Linked DNA regions of Mus musculus: regions 1, 2, 3, 5, 6 and 7 are each linked to region 4. Evidence: chromatin contacts called from public Hi-C, HiChIP or PLAC-seq and promoter capture Hi-C data. All regions are on one chromosome and are shown on one strand. Each heading gives the region's core, a stretch centred on a gene start, on an enhancer-like site or on the middle of the called end of the contact. The rest is flanking DNA. Distances are from core to core; before and after follow the strand shown.

What was found. A called contact is a pair of places that touch in the nucleus more often than the background predicts. HiChIP or PLAC-seq counts read pairs in DNA pulled down with a chosen protein or histone mark. Capture Hi-C pulls out chosen DNA fragments and counts their contacts.
Region 1: a Hi-C map of CD8 T cells shows a contact between it and region 4, with 4 times the contacts expected there. The contact joins the promoter of Samd8 here to the promoter of Rps24 in region 4. A contact is called at or near these places in 1 of 39 promoter capture datasets (liver), 1 of 484 Hi-C or Micro-C datasets (CD8 T cells) and 1 of 9 other capture datasets (adipose tissue).
Region 2: a Hi-C map of CD8 T cells shows a contact between it and region 4, with 5 times the contacts expected there. The contact joins the promoter of Kat6b here to the promoter of Rps24 in region 4. A contact is called at or near these places in 1 of 484 Hi-C or Micro-C datasets (CD8 T cells) and 1 of 115 datasets of contacts at active chromatin or transcription factors (embryonic stem cells).
Region 3: an H3K4me3 HiChIP or PLAC-seq map of embryonic stem cells shows a contact between it and region 4, with 6 read pairs. The contact joins the promoter of Vdac2 here to the promoter of Rps24 in region 4. A contact is called at or near these places in 6 of 39 promoter capture datasets (the C10 cell line, embryonic stem cells, liver and 2 more), 4 of 484 Hi-C or Micro-C datasets (CD4 T cells and embryonic stem cells), 4 of 115 datasets of contacts at active chromatin or transcription factors (embryonic stem cells, extraembryonic endoderm stem cells and large pre-B cells) and 2 of 9 other capture datasets (embryonic stem cells and liver).
Region 5: a contact with region 4 is called in a Hi-C map of B cells, with 6 read pairs. The contact joins the enhancer-like site here to the promoter of Rps24 in region 4. A contact is called at or near these places in 2 of 39 promoter capture datasets (liver and pre-B cells), 1 of 484 Hi-C or Micro-C datasets (B cells) and 1 of 115 datasets of contacts at active chromatin or transcription factors (large pre-B cells).
Region 6: a contact with region 4 is called in a promoter capture Hi-C map of liver, with 5 times the contacts expected there. The contact joins the promoter of Tasor here to the promoter of Rps24 in region 4. A contact is called at or near these places in 1 of 39 promoter capture datasets (liver), 1 of 115 datasets of contacts at active chromatin or transcription factors (astrocytes) and 1 of 9 other capture datasets (liver).
Region 7: an H3K27ac HiChIP or PLAC-seq map of thymic regulatory T cells shows a contact between it and region 4, with 10 times the contacts expected there. The contact joins the promoter of Pde12 here to the promoter of Rps24 in region 4. A contact is called at or near these places in 1 of 39 promoter capture datasets (pre-B cells), 1 of 484 Hi-C or Micro-C datasets (CD4 T cells), 2 of 115 datasets of contacts at active chromatin or transcription factors (large pre-B cells and thymic regulatory T cells) and 1 of 9 other capture datasets (liver).

What each region holds. Positions count from the first base shown.
Region 1 is chr14:21,749,261-21,752,897 of GRCm38.p6, reverse strand. Samd8 (sterile alpha motif domain containing 8) reads right to left here and starts at 2,367. Exons shown (of 6, transcript NM_026283.3): 1 at 2,118-2,367. The coding sequence starts at 2,291.
Region 2 is chr14:21,498,238-21,501,643 of GRCm38.p6, reverse strand. It overlaps Kat6b (K(lysine) acetyltransferase 6B), which reads right to left and starts at 1,859. Exons shown (of 17, transcript NM_017479.3): 1 at 1,684-1,859.
Region 3 is chr14:21,829,756-21,833,141 of GRCm38.p6, reverse strand. It overlaps Vdac2 (voltage-dependent anion channel 2), which reads right to left and starts at 1,581. Exons shown (of 10, transcript NM_011695.2): 1 at 1,475-1,581; 2 at 1,233-1,291; 3 at 190-258. The coding sequence starts at 1,266.
Region 4 is chr14:24,488,677-24,492,477 of GRCm38.p6, reverse strand. It overlaps Rps24 (ribosomal protein S24), which reads right to left and starts at 1,800. Exons shown (of 6, transcript NM_011297.3): 1 at 1,720-1,800; 2 at 663-728; 3 at 362-571. The coding sequence starts at 1,722.
Region 5 is chr14:27,355,642-27,358,934 of GRCm38.p6, reverse strand. All of the region lies in intron 1 of Arhgef3 (Rho guanine nucleotide exchange factor (GEF) 3), which reads right to left. Among named protein-coding and RNA genes, the nearest start is that of Arhgef3, 21 kb to the right of the region's middle. Within about 2 kb of position 1,599, at least 29 of the 459 cell types and tissues checked have an H3K27ac peak or open chromatin away from gene starts, as enhancers often do. A contact at or near this core is called in B cells, where this site is marked.
Region 6 is chr14:27,426,921-27,430,425 of GRCm38.p6, reverse strand. It overlaps Tasor (transcription activation suppressor), which reads right to left and starts at 1,592. Exons shown (of 24, transcript NM_001114879.2): 1 at 1,042-1,592. The coding sequence starts at 1,357. Gm52095 (a long non-coding RNA gene) reads left to right here and starts at 1,799. Exons shown (of 4, transcript XR_003951011.1): 1 at 1,799-1,884.
Region 7 is chr14:26,668,513-26,671,962 of GRCm38.p6, reverse strand. It overlaps Pde12 (phosphodiesterase 12), which reads left to right and starts at 2,117. Exons shown (of 3, transcript NM_178668.3): 1 at 2,117-3,450. The coding sequence starts at 2,411. Mir7672 (microRNA 7672) reads left to right here and starts at 2,355; the gene lies at 2,355-2,416.

The DNA of each region.
Region 1 (3,637 bases), core at 1,118-3,617, 2.7 Mb after region 4:
CACTTTCTGCCTTACAGTATCTGCTTTACAGTAAAACTCATTTTCTTTACAGTTAGGTGGCTGTGAGAACTGACAAACGGAAATGAAAACACAGCCATCATTAGGTATAATTTTATTACCATTACCCATTAATTTTGTAACTCCAACAGTTTCTCTCCTTAATCTCATAATATTAGGCAGAATTTTTGTATTCCAGTTCAGTAAACTTTCATCCATCAAAATTTTTACTCAGCTAAATTTGGCTGGGTGAGGTAGGTCATGTCTGTAGTCCAAACTCTCAGGAAGCTAACTCAGGAAAACCCTGAGTTAAAGGTTAGCCTGTGTTACACATCAAGACTGCTTCAAAAAAAAAAAAAAATGAGCGCTAATACAAAAACAAGTTCTTTTGAAGGTTCCCAGTATGTCAGGGAAAACAAACAGCAACGCTACATAAAAATTCTTCATCGAAAGATCATCTTTACTAAAGAACCCTACCTTCTGACAGCCTCAGAAGAGCAAAAGAATTTCCTATTCTTTGAGGAAATTATTATCCACTGAGCTTTTGCCAGTCTGATATTAAGGTCCCATTCACAGAAAGCAATTTAAAAGCTTGTTGCAGCCACAGTAGATGGTCATCTTGTGAGGATGGAGCAGTAGAGGCTTGTTGAAAGTAGAAAATAATTAAAAGTTGGTTTTGAAATGCCCAACAACATAGCCAAACCTATCTGATAAGCTGCAAGGAGCCTTAATGAGCCTCAGTTAGAAGTCAAAGGAGTCACGATACCATTTCTTATTTATATGAACTCAAAAAGTTTTGGGATCAATATTTTTCTGGCAGAGTTACAGCTTTGGTACTACATCTTCCAGAAAAAGCACCTGTGTGCTTACACATTTCTTTTGTCAGCTGCCAACTATAACCTCCCTTTGCTACCTTTAGGTTTCTTGATCACGATAGAAAAAAAATTCCATTCATGTGGAAAAAATCTGCTAAATAGCAAGAGAATACTGATCCTGAAAAAGCTGTTAAAATCACCTTTCAAATTTTGTACGAGGTAACTCCAATCCTCGAGTTACCAATGGGGACGATCTTGTAGGATTCTGGACTATGGGTGGCTTCACTTCTTGTCGTAAATGACCTCTTAAACCCAAGAATTTCCACGGACCATATTTCCACCCTGTGGCCAATATGCGGGCCAACTCAAGCTGTATTCAAGTGTTAACAATTCGCACTGAATTATCTGTAAAATCCAAACGTCCAAATTCCCCTTGCAGATTTAATTTTTTTAATTTAAAGGTAATGTACTAAAGACTTACACTTGCCTGACATCTGAACCTTCTTAAAAACGAAGCACAGAGGAGAAGAAACCACTCGCGTCAGAAGAAATCTGAGTGACATCTTTATTTTCACAAATCACTACCCTCTACGAACATCACTTCCTCTCTCCGATCGCCTCCCCCAGTCCCTGTACGAGAATCAGCGATGCATACCCGCCCCTCGCAATCTAGCTTCTTAAAGGGATCACAAACAGGCAAGCCCCAAAGCCGTCATCCACTACCCAGAGATTTTTGACACCTTGAAAGACACTTACCTGTAAAAAAGCCAAGGCCCTAAATTAGATCCCCAAGGGCTCCTTTTTTTCCCCTGGACTTTTCCTCTCTAACCTTTAGGCCAAGCTCCTTCCCACCCGACAGCACCTCCCTCTTTCCAGGCAACCCTAACTCCCGCCCTGCGAAACCAGCCACCATTCCCACCGAGTCAGGTGGCTGTCAGTCCCCACCCGGCTGCCTCGCCCTCATGCGGGTTACGGGTTACAGGAGGCCCGGGGCCAGCTCTCCCTATCCCTCATCTCTATGGCTACAACCCAGGGCACCTCCTCCTCCAGGTCTGGATTCCGGGGACCCCTCTTGCACGTTCCTTCTCCCCTAGCCGGGTAGCAAGGACCCAGCCCCTGCGCCTCGTCCCTTGTTGCCCGCGGGTCAGCTCAACCCCCTGATTTTCTCCGGATTCCATTCCAGAGCGGCCTCCCCTGGCTTCCCCAACCGTCTCCCCGCGGCCCTTGGCGCCCCCGACTCTCCACTCACCCTTGGTTGCAGGCGCCCCCCAATCTCCCCTCTCATCAGCCTCGGCGCCCGCTCACCTCCGCGGTGGGAGCCGGGCTGCCGGGACCCAGCTCGGAGCCGGTGTCTAAGTCGCCGTTGGAGTCGGGGGTCCTCGGCGCGTAGGCGGGGCGCAGCGCCTTGAGAGTCAGACGCGAAGGCCGGGGGAGGGAGCCGGAGCGCAGGCGGGAGCCGGCTCGGCTACCAGCGGGCATCGCTCCGGCCCCTTTGGAGCCGTGCCGCCAGCAGCGGCCAGCCGAACCGGAACTGCTTCGGGAGGCGGGGCGCTACGGGGAGGGGGCGGGTCCAAAACCGGAAGAGGAGGGGAAACCCAAGGGGGAGGGGGAGAGCGCTTGCGTCATGCCCAAGCATAATTCATCAAAGGGTTTTAATGAAGATAGGAGAAGGCTTGTGGGTTGTTGACTGGGGTTGGAGCCTAGGAAGAGGCTATTATCCTGAGCCCTTTGAAGGGGCAAACCCCTTCTCAGTCAGTCCTCAAGTTGCATCATTTATTTGTTTTTCCACCTTTGGTGTTTTCGAGACAAGGTTCCTCTGTGTGTAGCTTCAGCTGTCCTGGACATCACTCTGTAGACCAGGCTGGCCTCAAACTCACAGAGATCCACCTGCCTCTTCCTCCCAAGTGCTGAGATTAAAGGCGAGTGCCACCACTGCCCAGCCCCGTTTATTGCCCCTTGATTTTGTACTGTGCTAGAGACTATACTTCAAATCATTGTTTCAACTCTGTAGATCTCATAGAAAGGTCAAGAAACATTGTAGCCTGACGTAGCACAGTTAATCCAAGCTGGTACCCAAGCCCAAGCTAACCTCAGACAGAACCTGGGTTCTTTCCTGCTACTACCATACCCCACCTTAACGGAATATCCCCTTCTAAAGCAAGCCTAACATTGGCAGAATCCACGTCTGAAGCCATCTGCAGCTTGAAATCTCAGCCCTCTTTGACTCTACTTTCTTGAACAATGCAGGACCGGCTTTGGTAGTTCTGAGGGAGAAGGGGGCAGATTCTAAGATGGACAGGAGGAGAACAGGGGCAGCCAGGAATCTGCCTAGTATGCTCAGAACCTTCAAGGGCTCCATGACACTGCAAAACATCTCATCTCCTGCAGCCCTTGTAGGCAGAGAACTCTCTTGTCCCCGTGCTTCTATAGGGGTAGAGGTGTTGCTCAGTGGTTAGAGCACTTGCTGCTCTTGCTGGAGACTCAGGTTTAATACCCTTTCACCTCAATGCCTCAAGTTCAATGCCACATGCCACCTCACAACCATCTAGAACTCTAATTCCAGGAGACCCACCCCCCACCCCCACTTTCTGGATACAGCAGGCATGGGATGCATGTGGCCCACATACATATTTGTAGGCACTCAAACATAATTTTAAAACTTATTTTATATGTATAAATGTTTGCCTGCATGTATTATCTGTGTTCTTAACCACTGAGCCATCTCTCCAGTACCAATAAAATATTTTTAATTATAAAAATAATGTTTAAAAAGTGGTTCTAGTGTCCAAAGATTCTCAGAGCCTTATTCTCAGAGCCTTGGGCAA
Region 2 (3,406 bases), core at 610-3,109, 3.0 Mb after region 4:
TACTCTCTCATTTACCACACCCAAATTCATCCTTAGTGTGTCCCCAGTTAACGGCAATCTCGCCAGTCTGCAGCACTTCACCAGCCCTCACACAGTCCTAGGTACCCTTCCCACTTCCACCAAAATTTCGCCCCTCCCTACACCCCCTTCTACACCTGTTTCTACACCTCCCGTTTCCCATCTCATCTCCCGTTCTTTTAATCTTGCCCACGCCCTCGTCCGACCCCTCCATCCATCCTACCAGTTCACTCTTGCACAGAAATCCCCTCCCAGCCCAAGCCTTAGAATCCCTCTGCCCCGCCCCTCCCGACTTTGCCCCGCCCTTCCATTCCTGAGCCCCGCCCCTTGCCCCGTAGGCTCGGCCAGGGGCGGAGCTTATTCCTCCTCCCTCCTCTCCCCCGCCCCCTACCGTCACGCTCAGGGGCAGCCTGACCCCGAGCGGCCCCGCGGTGACCCTCGCGCAGGGGCCTGTGGGAGGGGCGTCGAGGGTCCCAGGCCACCCCCCCGTCGGTCCCCCGCCCGCCTAGTCTCCTCCCCCTGGGAACGCGCGGGGTGGGTGACAGACCTGGCCGCGCGCCACCACCACCGCGCCTGCCGGGGGCGCTGAATCTGCCTGAGAAAGAAGCTACGGCTGCCGCCTGGAGGAGGTGCCGTAGCGCCCGCCACCGCTGCCGCCGCCGCCAGGGGTAGGAGCTAAGCCGCCGCCATTTTGTGTCCCCCTGTTGTTGTCGTTGACATGAATCCGACATGACACTGATTACAGCCCAATGGAGTCTCATTAAACCCAAGACGCGGCCCCGCCCCGGCGCCGTTCCATTGGACGAGAGCACGAACACTTAGGGCCAACCGTTGGCCTACGGGTCTGTCCGTCACCCGCTCGCTAAACACTCTGCCCCCCATTGGGGCAAGTTCCTGCCGGTCATCTCGCCTCCACATAGACACACCTCTCGACCCATCATTTCCCCCCCCCCACCTCCGGCACCACCCCGAGGGAGGGTCGACTGCCAGTACCAATCAACAGACCGCGGGGCCCGCCTTTTCCGGGCACCTATTGGTCCAGCCCTTTTTCTCTCTCACAGACACCGCGCCACCTCTACTTCCACCTACCCGCCCCCTCTACCTCTAGAAATGGATTGGATCTAGGCGCAGGAGAGGCGCTTGGCCTTATTGGCTGTACACGACGCCAATCAGAAGCCTTTTTTCCTCTCCCCTCCCCCACTCAACCCCAAAGCCCCTAGCCCGCAGCTAAAGTTTGTGTGAGAGCTGATCGCTGGCGGCGGCCGCAGGATTTAGGGGTGGGCGCAGGCGGGCGCGCGCGGGCGGGCACGCGAAGTTAAAATTCGAGGTTCTCAGTCGCCTGCTCCCGCCGAGGAGCGCGCGGACGGGCGCGCCGCCCGGAGCGTTCCATCCAGCCCCCTCCTCCACCCTCTCTCCTGTCCTGTCCCGGGCGACTACTCGCCCGCCCCCTGGCTTGCACCCTACCCCCTTCACATACCCCCTACCCTGCCAGCCTCAGGCCGGGTGCAGGCGGAACGATCTCACTGCAGCCTCTTCGCCATCCCATACGGAGGGGGAGCAAGCCCCCTACCCACCGGGTGTGCACCCCCGGCTCCGCACTCGCCCGTGTCTGCAAGCACGTGCACTATTCGCCGCTGCCTCCGGCCACCCCGGTCCCCGGCTAACCTCGCCTCCAGCCCGGCCAATCGCTTGCTGCCCTTTGTTGCTGCAGACCGGGTCTCCCCGCTGCCTTCCTCAGCCTCCGCCTCGTCCTTTGCCAGCCGCCCGGGTCCGCAGCGCCGCGCTCCCCCCGCCCGGGACCCACCGCCGCCGCCTCCTTCTCCTCCTCCGCCTCCTCCTCCTCGGCTCCGGGCTGCAGCGCACAGAGCCCGAGGCAGCGCCGCCCAGCCCCGCTCCCCCCGCGCCGCCCGCTAGCCCGCCTGGCCCGGCCGGGGGCGCAGCCCGGACCCCGCCCGCCCCAGTCTCCGCCCCGGGGGTACCTGCCTCCGCCCCGGGGGGCTCCGCTCACCGCCCTCAGGGGAGGGCGGGGATGCCGGTGTCCGAAAGGATGGGGACGCCTGGGCTGTTTTGGGGTGGGGAGTGTGTCCGCCAGGTCTGGGACTGAGGTGCGGTCTTCTTAAACGCGCCCCCCCTCCCGCCGCCGTGGGCCCCAAACTTCGTCCTTCTCCCGGGTCTTGTACCCTCGGGCGACCGCGGCAGTTTTGGGGTGGGGGATGCCTCAGGAGCTGTCTCTACCCTGATCAGGAGGAAGAGGGAGCAGTGACATTCAGCGACTGCGGACAGGCATCCTCGGGTGGGAGTGGGGATGTCAGACGCAGGCTGGAGAGGGAAGCTGCCCCTCAGGATGCCCTCTCCCGGCCTGCGGGAGAGGCTGGCGAGCTCGGAGCTGCGTTCTGGGTGCTTCCTGGACTGTGCAGCTGGATAACATTGGGGTTGGGCGGGGGGCGACCGCTGGGGGGCCCTTCCCTCGTCTCCAACCAGCGCTGTAAGGAAAGCTGATGGCGAAGTTCGGTTTTCCAGGCTTCCCCTGGGCCCCCGGAGTTCCTGAGGCCCATACGAGGGAGGCTGGGGGATCCTCTGGCCGCCCAGGCAAGGCTACTCTAAAGGTGCCCACATGCCTTGCAGCGCCCTCCGGACTCTGGAGAAAACGTCCTGCTCTTCCCAGAGTTGGGTGGGATGCTGGTAAGAGATACTTGAGAGTATGAGAAAGGTAGACTTGAGAAAAGGCTCCTCCTAACAGAGTTTGAACAGTTTCTCTTCCCAGACCTTTGGGAAGAAGGGAAACAAACCTATGTCCCTGGGAAAGCCAAGTTTCCCCGTGTGGTGGCCGGGGTGAAAAACCACCTGTTGCCTGAAGTTCTGTCCTTGAATCAGGACGTTCTTGGGGCCCCTGATGAGGAGATGTAGGATGTCAAAGAGCAGGAATTTCAGTCTCCCTGCCCTGAATGACTCATTTTCATGCCACTGCCACTCCTGCAGCAGAGTTCAACTCCCCGTTAGAAACTACTGTTCAACTATGTAGGTACTTTGTTAGACCCAATAATCTCAGTTCTTATCTTAGCAGCAGCAGCAGCCCTGTCACATGCAGACAGAAATGCACAAAGGCTACTCTGGTGTGCGAGCTTCCTCTGCTTCTGAGCTTGGCAGCAAGGTGAGGAAGAAGCCAGGACAAAAGGCAGAGGTGAATGAAAGATTAAAAAAAAAAGAGGGGAGAGCAGATTAAAAAAAAAAAAAGAGGGGAGAGCAGAAGACTTGTAACACTACACTCAGAACTGTCACCAGTTCCATTATAAACCTCTTTTATAGGTGTTTTATTACTTGGTTGTTAGTTTTTAAAACACAAACCTCTTTAGGTTAAATCCGGACACTCTCAGACTCAGCCCAAGGA
Region 3 (3,386 bases), core at 332-2,831, 2.7 Mb after region 4:
ACAAAATAAAAAGAACAAGCTTTTCAATTGTGACCGAAGAAAGGCTAAGAAAGTGGGGTACACATGCAGCTGGCAGAGGCATGAGTGCAGCAGGGTATTCAGTCTAGAAAAGCAAAGCAATTAACTTTTTTCAAGAGGTCCAAGCATATATTTTTCTCTTTTATGTTTAAAAGGGAAAAAAGTCCTTACCAAATCCTTTGTTGAAAATGTCTCTGGCAGCTTTGCCGAGGTCAGCATAGGGTGGAGGGATACACATCGCTAGTCAAAAGAAACATTCTACAGTTAATGTGAGCTACTACTAGGACCTACTGCTAACATTTACATTCAAGCAGTTCAACCGGAGTGGGTTTTGATGCCACTAGAACTTCAATAAATGTTATTCTAAAGTAGCCACCCATAACAAAAACTTATTTCTAAATAGCTATGTGGTAATACAAACCTGGGACATTTCTACCAAGTTTTAAGAATGGGGGAAGCCTTTCTAATTCCTAAACATAAGTGTCTACTGCCTACACAGTTGCCAAAACTCAAGGTGACTGATTTAACGGAGATAAAAACCAAAATTTAAGCTTAGGCGTTCTCCCCTAACAAACCTTTGGGAAGGACTTCCAAAATCAAAACCAACACTCTGGGAACTGGCACAATTGAGACACGGGCAAAAAATACAACCATCTATGTCTACAGCAACTAAATATCAAATGGCACTTTAAACACATTACTACGGTCCCCCAAGTCCTCCGACAACGTGAGGCTTAAGGGCAAGGAATCCGAGCTCCAGGAGCAGCTCATTCATTCTCCAGTGCACATCCACGCCCTTAGGAACACGTGTAATGACCTTGTAGTGCACTCGACCTGTGCAGGCAGACAGCGAACTACTTCCTCTTGCAAAGTGACTGCTCTAACTCTCCGCCCCCCCCCCCCGAACCCCAAGATGGAATTCAACAACTAAGTGTTTTGCTTTCGGATTTGTAAGTAACATATCCAAAAGCCAAGGGTGGGTGCGGCCAAGGACCAACGCCCCAGGCGCGAGCCCCCCTATCTGCAACCCAACAGCCCAGCACCACGTCCGTCAACAGAGTGGCAGTGTAAGACTTAGGGGGCGCGCAAAGAAGCAAACTTTCCAAGTCTTTGCAGGCATCATGTGGGCCACGGCGGAACAAGGTATGGTTCTCTAAAGAGGAACAGCACAGCCCCCATGGCCCCATCGCGCAAACACCTCTTGTGCTACTTACGCCGTGGGCATACCGGTACACAGCACTCAGCCATGGCGAAGTCGCGGGGAAAAGGTGATCTGTGAAAGGGACAAGAAGTGCGGTCAGGGGACAGTCAAAGGGTCCCCTGGGGAGCTCGGACATTAGAGAAAGGGGCCGGGGCCGCTGCGGCCATCTTAGGGGACCAGGGCCGCCCTGAGTTCACTCAGGCTGCCGGCCCGCCCTAAGGCCCCAGAGTCGGCAAGAGGCGGGCACCATAGTACCTGCGGGTGTCCTGAGGGGCGCTGCCGCCACCGCTCGGCTCGCAGCTGAGGCCACTCCGCTATCTGAAAGTTGCGCTGCAGCCACCGCGGCTGGAGGGCGAAGTGAAGGAGACACCGTTGCGCCCCGCCGCAAGCCTGGCCTCCCCCAGCCAGGTCCCCGCCGCGGCCGCCCGGGCTGTCTACCGCGCCTGTCCTTGCCGCTCCGCCCGCTGCCCACTCCCACCTGCTCCGGAGTGACCACGTGGGTCGAGAGCACGGCGGTCTCCTTGGGTGAGCGGTCTCGGACCGTCCGGCGGGGACGGGGCGAGCAGGAGCTGCGGGGCCTCGGGTTAGGCAATGTCCAGGACAGCCCCAGAGGCGAGGACCTGGGAACGGCGGAGGCGGCGCAACGGCACCCGCGCGGTCAGGATGGGAGTGGCCACGCGAGTCGCGACGGGGCGGGGCGATGTGCCCCGCAGGGTCACGTGCACCCTCTCAGCCTCCTCCCTGAGTCCCAGCCTGGAGGTCTGAACTTAAGGTCCGGGTTGAGGGGGATGAAACACTCTCCCCAAGTGCAGCCTCCATGCTCTTCCCATCTCGGTTCACCGCCCACCGCCATGTCCTCCCCTGCTGGGACTAGGCTGGGCTCCAAAGGAACAAACTTGAGCCAGTCTCTGGGCATTTCTCTCGGAGCCTCAGGGTTGCGCTCCTGCAGCCTCCGTCTCACCCATATATGGTATGGGTTCACACACGCGCAGAAGCACATCCTGCTCTAGGAAGAGAAGCTTCCCCTGGTTGAGAGGCCTGGAGAGACAAGGGAATAACTGTAGGATTCATGCTGACCAGTCATTAGAATGCTGCTCTCAAGTTCTTTAGATATGCCAGAAGAGGGAGGGAGCAGCCAGTCCTGATGCCTATACCTGTAGTCCCAGATCTGGGCGGCAGAGAAATTACACCAGATTGAGGCTAAACTACAGAGTGAGGCAAAAGGTTAATAAAGATAAGAGACCGCTGGATAGTGGTGGTGCACACCTTTAATCCCAGCACTTGGGAGGCAGAGGCAGGTGGATTTCTGAATTCGAGGCCAGCCTGGTCTACAGAGAGAGTTCCAGGACAGCAAGGGCAATACAGAAAAACCCTGTCTTGAAATAATAATAATAGAGACCAGTTTGAGGCTAAACTACAGGGTGAGGCAAACAGGATAATAAAGATAGAATCGGAGGCTCAGTGAGTAAGAACCCTTATCTTGCTGTGCATGCAAGGGGACCTGAGCTCGGATCCCCAGCACCCAACACCCACATTAAAAGCCAGTAGTAGTTCCAGAAATAGAAACAAGAGGGTCACGGGGGCTCTGTCAACCTGGCCTGCAAACCGTGTTCTCTAAATTCTGTAAAAGGTGAAGAGCAGTAGACACTGTTCAAAACACACACACACACACACGTCAGCCATACAGAAGATTTAAAATGGAGACAACTGACACTTCAGCTCAATAAACTCAAATAATTTAGCCTGTGGACCTCAATTCCCTCATCTCTAAGATGCTGTTTAATAATCTTCAATAGACATACAGTTGGACTGAGAGCAAAGACACCCACACATATGCACTCATGACTCAATCGTCTCTGAACTCTTCCTCTACTCAAGTACTGTTAAGTCATCACTCTCCTCCTAAGCCGGAGGAAAGATGGCTAGGTGGGCTCCCCCCAATCCAACACCCAAGTTTAAAGTTACACTCTGGTATGTTTCTCTCCCAGGAGCAAGGCTAGCCAGCAACCTCACCTGCTCACAGCTGGAATTGTGTTGTAAAAAGTGAAATGGGAAGAGTCTTTGTGTGTATGAGATCGGGCTCCAGCACCTGACTCATCCCTTCATCCAAGCTCAGGCAGGTTGGTCTGCCATGGACCTGGCCCACGGGAGACAGTCTGCCCCAGCT
Region 4 (3,801 bases), core at 551-3,050:
ATTTTTAAAGGTACCATGTGTGCATTGTATATTGTATATGGTAACTTTCCCATTAAATGATACCAACTTTTCCTAGGCATGGACGGCAGCACGGCTCATACAAAACAGTGAGGTATGGCAGTGCACACCTGCAATTCCACTACTTAGAAATAGAAAGCCCAGTAAAGACTGCTAAGTTCCAGTTCAGAAGGCCAGAGAAACTGCATGGAGATGGGCTAGTGGGTAGGTAGAACACCACAAGTTTGGCCCAAACTGCTTATTGTATCCCAATATACACTGGAAAACAAAATCTAACTTGCCATCCTAACTCAGTCCAGGCTGGGATTACAGGCATGTATCCATTAAAGAATAAGATACCTACTCTTGCCAGTCTGTGTTTAGGCTCATTCTTCTTTGCATAATCTAAAGAATCATAGATCATGCCAAAGCCAGTGGTCTTGCCACCACCGAAGTGGGTTCTGAATCCAAATACAAAGATGACATCTGGTGTGGTTTTGTACATTTTGGCCAGCTTTTCCCGAATTTCTGTCTTTGGTACTGTTGCCTTCCCAGGATGAAGGACATCAATGACCTATAAAGAGGTGTAAGAGTCAGTACTCCTTACAAGTTAACTACATCTTCAAAAGCAGACACAAAGACCACATTTTGACTCTGATCCTTACCATCTGTTTCCTCTGAAGCAGACGGTTGGTCATGAACTTCCTGGTCCGGATGGTTACTGTGTCATTCTGCAGGTAACACACAAGTCAGTAAGATGTTAAAAATCTCGTCTTGCCTTTGCTCTGGCCTTTCAGCAATTACTAGCAATGCAGTCTAGAAAGAGGCAGGAATTGGGGACAAGCTATAAAGGAAAGAAAAGGCAAAAAAGCCCCAAAGCAGGCGACAGCGCCTCATAAACTACCATAAAACAACTCATTTTCTCTCACGTCATCCAAACTTCACTTTAGATTATGGCTATCATTTGAAGTACTACTGATTTTGTGATCTCACATATTGATTTGAGAATCCCTGATCACCTGACACTGGACACCACCAGGACTCTCTACATGCTGCAACCAATGCCTCTAGTGCTTGGAGAGAGAAGTCTCAGTGGTTCCCAGCATCTCTCAGTGGCTACCCAGACACAGGACTTCGCCAACTTCTTCCCTAATTAGAGTAAGTACCGCAGTAGCTGGCATTCAGCGAGCTTAAACAGACACGAAAATTAGCAGAGATCAACTCAAATCGGCAGCTTGCACATGGCTGCTTGCCTTCCGAGCTCGACTCGAGGAATCGGGATTAAGTCACCTCGATAGCACCATGCACGAGTCAAAGAACAGCCCGCGCGTGGCGGAAGGCTCAGTCCTCCGCCTCAGAGAAGTGGACAAGGCCACTTTTTGGCGGTCCCCGAGGCACCCAAGTTCTGCTCCACCGCTCAGTCCGCTGGCCCAAGAGCCGGAGGCGCCTTCGTCACCTTGGCCCGCCAGCGCCCGCCTCACTCGTGCCCCTGAAGCTCCACAGGGGTTTCCATAGCCGAGGCCCGGGAGCCCAAAGCCCGGCGTGTTCCGGACGGCGGTGCCGGACAGCCGCGACTCGGCGACCCCGGGCGACCGGCCTCCGTGAGGCAGGCCGGAGCAGAGTAAGTGGGCCCCGGATGGCTGCAGCTCTAGTGGGGTCCCCGAACAGGCAGGGATGGCGCGGATAAGCGACGGATAGTGCTGAGAGCCCGAGGAGACTCACCATGATGGCTACGGCGCCGGAGCTGGAGAGGAGGAAAAGAGGACCGCTCACTGCCGACCAATCATATCAACGCGCAAGGAAGGACCCCAGCGCGGGGGCGTGGCTAAGGCCTTGGGGTAGACTACAGCAATGCCTGACCGAAAGTACTTGAAGCCACGCCTCGCTAGCCCTTAGCCACGCCCCAGACCTGGGCTCTGGCTGGCCTGAATTGGATCCACTCAAATTGATGTATGGTTACACAATCGCGTGTATATTTCCCATTCCCTTCTTTTCCGTCCTGCATTTGTATTTTGTTGTTTTCTGAAACAGGAGTTCACTATATAGCCCTGGCTGCCCTGAAACTATCGCTGTAGATCACGCTGACCTCGAATTCAAGAGAACGGCCTGCTTCTGCCTCCCAGGCACGTTGGATTTGAGAAATGTGCGCTACTTCACCCAGTAAAGTTCGCTTTCAATGTCATTTGTTTAAATCGGCGGTTCTCAGCCAAAGGGTCACGACCCTTTTGCAAGGGTTGCCCAAAACCATCAGGAAACAGATATTTACATTACAAGTCAAAATCACAGCAAATTAATTACAATTAAGTAATTACAATTAAGTAGCAACGAGAATAATTTTATTTTTTAAGTATTTATTTATTTATTTTTGGGTTTTTTGAGACAGGGTTTCTCTGTGCTGTCCTGGAACTCACTCTGTAGACCAGGCTGGCCTTGAACTCAGAAATCCGCCTGCCTTTGCCTCCCAAGTGCTGGGATTAAAGGCGTGCGCCACCACTGCCCGGCAGGAATAATTTTATAGTCAAGAGTTAACACAATATGAGGAACTGTAGTAAGAGGCCGCAGCGTTAGCAAGGCTAAGAACCACTAGTTTAAATCTTAGAGGCAGGTAGTTGGTTTAAATTGTTTCCACTAAGCAGGGCCTAAGAGGTAGAGGAAGGCAGATCTCTGAGTTTGAGGCCTACAAAGAGTTTTGGGTCAATCAGGGTTGCACAGTGAGACGCTGACTCAAGAATAAAATAAAGTGCCGGGCGGGCGTGGTGGCACATGCCTTTAATCCCAGCACTCGGGAGGCAGAGGCAGGTGGATTTCTGAGTTTGAGGCCAGCCTGGCCTACAAAGTGAGTTCCAGGACAGCCAGGACTACACAGAGAAACCCTGTCTCGAGAAACCAAAAAAAAAAAAAGAATAAAATAAAGTAAAACTTGTCTCCAAAAAAGTTCATCTTGAAGGCATTTAAGAAAGCCATTGGGGTCGGGGTGGGGTGGGGGCTTTGATCAGGGCGTAAAGTAAATAAATTAATTAATGAGAAAAAAAAGGCCTTTCAGTCAGCATCCCTGCTTTACACCAGGGAAATAGCAGAAACCTTAACTACTCACCCCTATTGCATTGACGTGACACCACGAGTTGCTAGTGACTTTTTCATAAGGTTTTTCGTGTGTGAGGCTTTAGGTTCTTTAAAACCAGACCTTCGAAGCCCATGCAAGGTCTTGAAAAATCCATTGCATTGCCAAGAATGATCCTGAATTCCTGATCTTTCTGCCTTCACCTCCCAAGTGGGGCACCACACCTAGCAGTTTATTGGATTGGAAGGGAGGATTGTGGCTCTTTTGGCTTTGAGACTTTCTGAGAGTCTTTTAAAAACTTGTGAGTTTTTAAAAGACTGGTTTTTATCCAGCCAGCCTGGATGACATGGCTGGATCCTGGCTCCAGTTAAAATTTTAAAAGAACTGAGGATGTAGGTCCACTCAGTGGCGGAACACTGTCTAATATGCAAAGGCTCTGGGTACAATCTACATTGTTCAGTATGCAATGGCTCTGAGTTCAATGCCCAGCTCTGGATGGAGAAAAAAAAAAAAAAGAAAGAAACTATCTATTTGAACCAGCTGTGGTGGCATACACCTATGAATGACCACACCAATCTGTGAAGTTAAATAAGAGGATTAGCCAAGAACTTGAGGCTATCCTGGGCTACAAAGCAAGCACCAACATACCAACTAGGGTTACATAGAGAGAACCTATCTCAAAATATATTTTGGGTTTTTTTTTGTATGTGTGTGAATCTCTGATCTGACACAAAATAAGCTTT
Region 5 (3,293 bases), core at 350-2,849, 2.9 Mb before region 4:
GATTGTATTTTGTTTGTTTGTTTTTTCGAGACAGGGTTTCTCTGTGTAGCCCTGGCTGTCCTGGAACTCACTTTGTAGACCAGGTTGGCCTTGAACTCAGAAATCCGCCTGCCTCTGCCTCCCAAGTTCTGGAATTAAAGGCGTGCGCCACCATGCCCGGCATGATTGTATTTTTAACACAAGGTTTTCTTTTCTTTTTTTTTTTTTTTCCATTTTTTATTAGGTATTTAGCTCATTTACATTTCCAATGCTATACCAAAAGTCAACACGAGGTTTTCTTAACGTGTTTTTTATATCTCCCTTCTAGGGAGGCACAGTGACTTTCCTGGCTCCTGATTACTCCTCCCCTGAGGTAAAAAGCAAAGCAGACTGTATTGTGTACAAAGCTGCCTACGACATCAACACAACGTAGCACAGTTTCTCTTTTTTCTTTCTTCAAATCAATTTCACCAAAATAGACCTGCAGGGAACCCTTCATTGTCTCTGCATTTCATGTTTCAGACGGAGTGGGGCTGGGTGCAAAAGGAGGAGTGTGCACCGTGTCTGCAGCTGCCTTGAGATTGAACCTTTACTGAGCCCCCACCACTCTGCAGGAGTGGCTGAGAATGCAGCCGTCAGCATAGTGTCTGAGACCATATGTATCACTGCAGGGCAAGGCAAGACAGAGGTGTAAACTGTGCACGCCAGGGGATGCCTTTGCCCATGAGCTGATAGGGCACATACACAAACAAACAAACCAATAACAACTTTCAAACATTTGGATGTTTGAATGGGGAGCCTTTGCAGTCACCTCTAGTCCACCCTCTAACACTTGAAAGTGGCTTTCACCATCCTCCTGTTAAACACTAACTTATAACTCATGGTAACTGATTTGCATAAATAAATGATAACATGTTAATACTGGTTACAGGTTCTTGTTTTGTGAGGGTCTTATTAATGTAGCTCTTGGTGACCTGGAACTCACAATGCAGACCAGTTTGGCCTTGAACTCACAAAGACCGGCCCGACTATATCTGCCTCCCAAACACTGGGATTAAAGATGTGTGCCATTATATCCAGCTTGGCTACAGGTTCTTATTTCAGAGGTCAACACATAAAATCCACTAGTTTATTTATCTCAATATGTTTTTAAGTTAACCCCTATTATGCCCATCTGATAGATGAAGAAACTGAGGTCTCAACTGATTGACTTGCTTAAAATGATTCAGCTGGATAGGAAAAAAAATGGAGGAAGGCACTATAATTTGAAGCAGGGTGACCTCCGAGCCATGTCCTGCCTGGTGGCTGGCTAACTTTTTCTGTAAAAGAGCAGAAAGTAAGGAGCTTAGACTCTCTAGAGCACCCAGCCTCTAACACACTCATCCTCTCATCTTCAGACATAAATAATACATAAGTTAACCAATGTGAGCATGGACCACTAAACCTTTCATCGATGAACACATAAATTCAAACGTCATACAATTTCATGTCAAAAAAATATTATTTCTCAACTATTAAAAACACATTCTTTTTAATGTGAGCCTCACAGGAAGTGTGCCAGAGCTGACTGCTGGCTGCTGTCTAGTCACATGGTTCTCAGTGGTCCTCAACCTCAGCTCAGCTTCTGTAAGTGACAAACCTTAAGATGGCACCCTTAGGCATGGTACCTCCCCCGGGGGCTCCTGGCATGACACGAGCTTGGTTGCATTTCCTCCCTGGAGCTGGGGTCGTAGGGTCCTCCCCTGACGAGCAGGAGGCATAGTTAGTTTCCTTTCTGTAGGACTGATCCCTGTTTCCCTACATTTTACTTCCTAAATAAATCCATCTAAACTAATACCAGCTTCCTCTGATGTACGAATAAAGACCCTTTTAACTGACACAATTGCTGAGATCCACATCACAATAAAAGGAGGTAGAGGGAAGAGAGATGAAGAAAACAGAAGGTACCACTGGTCGACAACTGTCCAAAGAACAGACTTGGCTGCAATCTTACAGGTGGCACAGAGCAAAATTATCTTTTAAAAATATTTTTTTTATAATGGACAGAAAATCATTCTGAAAAATGTATCATCAGATGCAGAAGGGGAGAGAGAGGAGACCCTGAGTTTGTTAGTAGAACCCTGTGATAGAGGGGGACCAGAAGCAGCCATCATCAGAACAAAAGAAATAGGGCAGAAAGATCCTCCGCCGAGCATCAGAACTCTCAACTAAGATGTGGACTACTGGAAAAATGGAAGCTGGGAGAGCCATGTCATGACATTGAGTCAAGGCTGGGGAGGCACCCAGACGCCAGGATCCCCAAACACTTTTATATTACTAGACTTCTGTTGTTTTTTGTTGTTGTTGCTTCGGCTTTTATTAATGCTTTCACACACAAGCTCCGAACCACTAAACTTCATAAAATGATCCAGTGGAGGCCAACTGATTTACTATAGAAGCTTACAGAAAAAGGATGCCTTGAGGATCAGACTGTCCTGGACGGACAGGAGTCCTCAGACCCTGCCCTATTTATCTTGATTTGAAAGCATGCTTTGCTTTCCCCATGGCTCCCTCCCAACTCAAGCTTCTCTTTTCATTTCCACTCTTCTAGGAAGGAGGAAGCTAAGGCCTCCTAGTTCCCCACTCTAAAGTGCTTCTGCCAATCAAATCAATGTAAAGTCCATTACTCTGCAATAGCCCTCTACCACCCTCTTCTTAGAGCCCCAAAGTGTTCGCTGGGATTTACAGTTGACATTCAAGACTCTCACTCTTCAAGAACTCTAGGCCACACCTGCTGTTGCCAACACCTTTCCTGCCCATCAGTTGTTTTCATTCTAGGCCACACCTGCTGTTGCCAACACCTTTCCTGCCCATCAGTTGTTTTCAATCAGCCCTGACCAACACTTGCACCGCCTCTGCCCCCTGCAAAACCCTAAGCTGTAATTCAAACAGCCCCTTGGCGGACAGGGACAATCTGCTGCGTAGCTTGTCCTTCCAAGAACTACTAATAGTCTTCCCTCTTGGGTTAATGCTTTTTTGGACAAAGTGCTTGCGAAGGAGCTGCATTTTACAGATCAAGCTGTCATTTCTCTTGGTCTGGTCCTCCTACTTCCTGTGTCGTGCTATGCATGTTATCCACAATTTCTTCAAGGGGAAAATTGGGAAAGAACCTCACAACGACTCTGGCGAATTCTGGGGAGACCAGCTGTCTTTTATTAGGACCTTGGAATCTTGTGGCTGGCACTGGCCTCAGATCTTTACATGATATGCTCATGGCATCTTCAGAACAGAGCTCACATCATATCCTCACCTTGCAGATGAGTGCACAGAGGCCT
Region 6 (3,505 bases), core at 343-2,842, 2.9 Mb before region 4:
TCTAGAAACATTCACTTCAGCCGGCAAAGATCAACTTCATCCTTCTCTGCATGGTTTCTCATGCTATTTCCTTCGCTTTGTCATCCATTTAGAAAGGAACTTTCTTTATACTTTCATAATCTCAGTTGTGCAGAGAGTTGGTTACCCAGATGCACGGTTCCAATCAAGATTCTAAATCTTCAGATATTCAAATGACAAAAAAAAAAGATTTGGGAAATAAACAATTAAAAAAAAAAACACGCAGTAAGAAGGTAAGTGTTTAAGTCAAATCCAGAAAATTCCAAATTATCGGACAGTCAAAACCTACTCTAAGAAAAAAAAAAGTGTACGTTTTACAATATGGCACTAAGATCTCAAAAAGTAAGCAACCCAACTGTTCCTATAATCGTTTAAGAAAAGTCATTCTAGGCTTGGAAGTTATACAGAAGAACCTACGTAAGCTAATGCTTTTCCAAAAAAAAAAAAAAAAAAACTACATGGAAATGAAGTGTGATGGAAAACTGCATGGAGCGCATATACTAATGGAGAGTTTTCTAAATAGAAGACGCTGACATCGAGCACATTTCAAGTAGACACACAGAGCTGAAGAATTTCCACAGTGAGAAACACTTGTCCTTAGAACGCAGTGGCCTTGGAGAAAGCCTCAGAATCCATGGCCACAGGCTACTTCCACAAGCAGACTTCTCAGAAGCATCTTTAGGAGGCCACCATCAGCTTCTCTGCCTTCGGGGCTTGGGGGAAAAGAGGGGCACCGAGCACCATCTTTCCGCTCGGGGAGCCGCAGCCTTATGGAAACGCTTCAAACCTGAGCTACTTCCAACTTCCACGGGGAGAGGGGGAGCGGCGGAGCGTGGTTCCACCCTATCCTCTCGCACCAAGGGCGGCTGGGCGGCCGTGGCCGTGAGCGGAGAGGCTGCTGGCGCTTGCGTGCGTGTTTACGTGTCTCGGATGGGTGTGGGGAGAGGAGACAGAGAGGTCTTAATGAAAAAGATGGAGGGGGAGGGAAGCGAGAGAGGGGGTGGGAGGAAGGGGAGGCACCACCTTTCTTTTCTCTGCTCTTCCTGGGGATCTGAAAACTCCGCCTAAAAGGCCTTTCCGGCTCTTCGGCGCCTTTGGGCAGAGCGGCCGCGGCCGCTTCGGAGGTTTGCTGAGGCTGCTCGTGGCCGTAGCTCCGGGCGGCTTCAGCTGCCGCGGTCTCCTCAGGCCCCGCGCCGCCGCCGCCGTCGCCGCCGCCATTTTGTAGGGAGGACTCAAGCTCCGGAAGCGCTGGCTTCATCCCGTCGTCTCCGCCGCCGCCGCCGCGGCTTTTCCAGCTCGCGTCCGTCGAAGGGGCCTCCGTCTCCGCGGCAGTCGCCATCGCGCGGGCGTGAGGCGCTCCAGGGAGCTTCCGCCCACAAGGTCGACGGGCGTAGGGGAGGAAGGGCGGCGGGCCAGGCCGCCGAGGTCTCGGCCCACCCGGCCCCTCCGCCCCCGGGGACCGCACTCCAGCCACAGAGACGCCTCTTAACCGCCACCGCGGCCCTAAGCGTGCCTCTCGCCCCGGGAGCTGCTCCGGATTCGGGCGGCTTTTCAACCGGCCCTGGCTACCCAACGTGCTCGCGTCGGGCCCGGGAGGGGGCGGGGCCTCGGCGGACCCGCTCTACCAATAGAAATGCAGAGCCCGCCTCCGCGACTGCAGAGAGACCGTTCCAGGAGGGCGGAGCCTCGCGATGCCGAGCCCGCCAAAAGAGGAGAGTGCCACGCCCGGGGAAAGCGTCGACGCCATCGCTTCAGAGTGAGGGCTTGGGCTTGGCAGCATTCTGCGGATTCCTGGGCCCTGCCCTCTCCGCACTGCGTTTGACGGAGGCAAGCCCAGAGGACGTCTTTCGGACAGTACTCTTGCAAGTAAGCACCTTCTTTCCTCCGGAGGTCTGTGGACCAAACCCGGCACATAATTGGCTGATCCTGGTCGTGTGATCGGTCTGCTCTGAGCTGATCTTCCAAAGGACCAGAATTCGAGCTCCAGCCGACATAGGACAACTCAACCAGCAGTTAGTCACTTCAAAGAATCCAAGTCCTTTTCTGGCCTCGGAGGGCACTAGGTATACGTGTGGTGCTCTATCATAAATGCAGGCAAGCCACCTATATGCATAAAGACTATAAACAAACAATAAGAAAGGCAGTGAAGAGAGATAAGAAAATGGCCTCCAGTGATAAGCAGGGTGATAACATCCTATTCCATCCAGACTTTCTGCTTTCCCAGTAGATCACGAGCACTGGTCGTACTCCAGACCAAAGCACTACATAAGCAAACATTCAATATTTGGGATTCTTCCGCACAATTTACAACCTAATGATGGGAGGCACGAATGCTCGCACACCTAGAAGAATGTTCGACCACCTAGAAGAAAACAATTTGATAGTGAAATGAAGGGAGGGCCTTTCAATAGTTTCTTTCTAGGTAAGGGGTTCTGAGTTACCATCTGTATAGACACATTCTCACAACAGATACCAAGTAGATGCTTTTGCACAATTTAAATGTTGAAATTTAGGCAAATTGAGATGACAAAAGCCAGGTCTAATTTCATCCAAAGTATTTATACAGCCTAAGGCCTAGTTTTCAAGCAGCTCCGGCCCAATAATGCATTTGATGAAGAAACACGGGATACTTTTTACTCAAGATCTCTAAGCAACAGCAGCAGGACGCCCAGGTCTTTGTCCCCCAACACCTCAATATTACTGAAGGAATTGTTAGGCCAAGATAATAAACTGCAAAAGAGCCACAGCCTCTGTCAAGTGATTGGTACTTGAAGAGCTCTCCAAGAGCAGCAGAGGATCTGGGATAAGCATCCATTGTTTGGCATCGTGTGTAGTGTAAAACCTGCACCTCTGTGAACCAAATCAAGGAAAAGTGTATGTAAATCAGTTATTAGTAAACAGGGTAGGTGCTTGGGATTTAGCTGAGTTCACGGAGATTGCCTAACATATACAAAGTCCAGGTTTTAATCTACCAGCACCAAATGAACTGAGCATGGTGGCACACCCCTGGGAAGGTAGAAGCAAGAGAGAAATTCAAGGTCATCCTGGGCTACCTGGGGATTAGAGGCTAAGGTAAAAAGTACATTTTAAAACTTTCCTTTTTTGAATGGTGAAAGAAAAGGGAAGGTTTAGAAAAACTCCTACACTATTTTAGTCACTTTTTCATACTGGGGAGGATGAGCTTGATGGCACATACCTATTCCCAGCCCTCAGGGGGAAGAGGTAAGAGGAGTTATACATGTCCAAGGTCAGCCTGGACTACACAGTAAGACCCCTGTATCAAATAAAATAAAACAGGAGAGGGCCAAGAATGTAGCCCAAGTTGAGACTTTGAGTTTGCCCCTAGAATTCTGGCAGCACAAAAATAGATAGACAGGTGGGTAGATAGATGATAGATACATAAGATAGATAGACAGACAGATACAGACAGGCAGAAAGAGTTAGGAAAAGGAGCATGCTTTCTTTACCTGATGTGAAAGAAGATCAA
Region 7 (3,450 bases), core at 868-3,367, 2.2 Mb before region 4:
CATAGGTAGGCATGATTGTTTGTTTGTTTTTGTTTTTCGAGACAGAGTTTCTTTGTGTAGCCCTGGCTGTCCTGGAACTCACTCTGTAGGCCAGGCTGGCCTTGAACTCATAAATTCGCCTGCCTCTGCCTCCCGAGTGCTGGGATTCAAGGTGTGCGCCACTACGCCCGGCTTGGTAGACATGATTCTTATAGGTATGTTTCTTTCGTATTGATTGGAGGTAGCACTACATAGTCCAGGCTGGTCTAGAACACATGTGCCACCACGCCTAGCTTAGTTTTGTAGTTTTCCTTTTAATTTGAAACTTAAAAGAAAATCATGTGTCTATATTGACACATGTGTTGTGTGTTTTGGGGAGTTGAACATGCACACATATGCTCATGTGTAAAGGTGAGATGTCAATTTCCAGTGTCTTTACTTAGGAAAAACCACCCTGGTTTTTTGAGACAGGTTCTCTCATTGACTTGGAGCTTGTATTTAGGCTAGGTTGTCTGGCCCAGAACCCCAAGGCTCCACCTGTAATCGCAGAGCTGGGAATAGAAGCACATACCATTCTGCCTAGCATTTTCATCTGGGTTCTAAGGATCAAACTTAAATCCTCATTCTTGCATGGCAAACACTATACCAACTATGCTATTTGCAGACTTTCTTTCTCTAAGGCCTTCTTAAATCCTCACAATTGCTAGCCAAGTACTCTTATCACTGAACTGTACCCTTAGTTTGTGTTTCTTCTTCTTTTTTAAAAAATTTTATTTTATCTGTATGAGTACACTGTTGCTGACTTCAGATATACCAAAAGAGGGCATCAGAACTCACTACAAATGGTTGTGAGCCACCCTGTGGTTGCTGAGAATTGAACTCAGGAGAGCAGTCAAGTGCTTTTAATCACTGAGCCATCTCTCCAGCCAGTTTGTGTTTCTTGATATTAAAAATAAAAGTGTTCCTAGTCCTTTCCCTCCAATATGTATTATCAAAATCATACTATTGCTTAATCTCTCAAGTTTCAATTATATAATTACAAATGGGGCTATAAGTCAATTTAATAAAAGTATAGCTTCAGTAGTGGCATTTACAGCTGGGCATGGTGGTGTATGCCTTTAATCCCAGCACTCAGGAGGCAGAGACAGGCAGATCTCAGGAATACACAAAGTAAATCCTGCTTCGAAAACCAAAAACAACAAAAAGGCATTTGCTTATTACTTTCAAGCTTGTGGATTAAAAACAAGCTTTCCACGAGATTTGACATTGTCAGAATACTTCTTGAAAAATAAAAGACCGTGCAAACAAAAGGTCTGGGCTGGCGAAATGGCTCAATGGGTAAAGTTGCTGCCAGGCCTGACAATCTGAGTTCAGTAGAGTTGAAGGGTCTTTCTTACAGACTAGTACTCCCGGGGCTCCCTGTTCCAGTCAGATAGGACTTCGTTTTGGTCTACAAATAAACCAAGATCATTCGTATTAAGAAATAAAACTCTCGGCGAAATTTAATCTTCAAATTAAGTAAAATGGGGAGGGGTTTAGCGTCTTCGTTTAAAGAGTTCTTAAAGTTTTACCTGAGTCCTATAATTTTATTTGCTAAACCTTTCAACCCTACAAAGACAAGGTCTTCCAAGCTCTTTACTACTTAAACCACTAACAGCTTTCGAAAACATGTCTGTACTTTTTCTATCATTTACTATGCTGTGTAGCTTTGACTCAGTCTTCCTGGGTTCCAAGGCGGATAGGAAACCTACCTCAAAACCTAACAACAACAAAAGCGCGAGGCTCAAGTACATTATGCATCTTGTGTTTTGTATCCTCAGAGCTCACAAGCTGGTGGAAGAAGCCGGCGGGCGGCTCGGAGCTCCTTAGCTACCACAAGCTCCACACTTGTCGTGCTTAGCTTCACTCGACCCGCCACACCTCGAAAGACCAGGGAACAGGTCCGCCAACTGTGCAGAGCGGACGTTGCAATCCTGGGGAGGAGGCCGGCGCCTACACACAGCCATAACCGGAGCAACTGGAAATGACAGAAAGCCTAGTGTTTCCCGGAGGCACCGCCCAGTCACTTCCGGTTCCGTAAGCCTATTGTTCCCGCCCTCAGCCTACACTTTCAACAAAACTTCGGGTTCTGGTAGCTCCCTCGGGCACTCTTATATTTCCTTCACTCTTCGCCTTTTACCCATGTTGAATAAAAACACCAAGGCGCTCGAAACTCGAGACCGGCGGTCAAGACAAGAAGGAGCTGGCAAGTGGCCTTGGCGAAAGTGCGAGTCGGGAACACCGCGCGCTTGATGCTCACACCCCGGCTTCTGCTTGCCGCCGACCGGAAGTCCACGGTCTGAATGGGTCTTGTACCCGGCCACGGCCGCTCCTCCCGGTGGACTTGACAGCGGGCGACTCTGGATCTCTGATCTCGTCGGCTGCCAGGTTCATGTGGAGGCTCCCGGGCCGCAGCGCGCTTCGTGGGGTCCGGTCGGTGGTGGAGCGGCGCAGCCGGGCCGAGGCAGGGACTCACGAGGCGGTGCGCGCCATGGAGCGCGCGGTGGTGCGCTGTGTGCCCTCGGAGCCCAAGCTCAGCCTGTCTTTCGCGTTGGCCGACGGCAGCCACAAAAACATGCAGAGGGACCAGAGCGAGCCTCTGGGCCGGGCCCTCAGCCGGATCGCTACCAACGCCCTCAAGGGACACGCAAAGGTAGCGGCCGCCAAGAAGAGCAGGAAGAACCGAGCCCACTCGAGCGGTGGCGCGGCCTGTGAGGCTACAGGGCCTGAGCCGGTTGCGACCTGCGAGCCGGTGGTGAAGCTGTACTACCGGGAGGAGGCGGTGGCCGAGGATGTGCTCAATGTGGACGCCTGGCAGGACGGAGCGGTGCTGCAGATCGGCGACGTCAAGTACAAGGTGGAGCGCAACCCGCCCACCTTCACGGAGCTGCAGTTGCCGCGCTACATCATGGCTGGCTTCCCTGTGTGCCCCAAACTCGGCGTGGAATTTGGGGATCCCGCCAGCTCCGTGTTCCGCTGGTACAAGGAAGTCAAACCCGGGGCGGCAGAACCTGGGGACAGCGGCCCCGCGTCCTCGTCTCACTCTTCGCAGCCTTCAGCTTGGATCGAGACCGGTGTGGACGAGCGCGTCTACACCCCGTGCAATGCAGACATCGGGCTCCGGCTCCGGCTTCACTGTACACCGGGCAATGGGCAGCGCTTCGGGCCAAGCCGGGAGCTAGAAAGCCTGTGCCCGGTGGAGGCCGGGCCTGGCACCTGCACTTTTGACCATCGACATCTGTACACCAAGAAGGTGACGGAGGACTCTTTCATCCGCACTGTCTCCTACAACATCCTGGCAGACACGTACGCCCAGACTGAGTTCTCTCGGACGGTCTTGTACCCGTACTGTGCCCCCTACGCCCTGGAGCTTGACTACCGCCAGAATCTCATACAGAAGGAGCTCACAGGCTACAACGCAGACCTCATCTG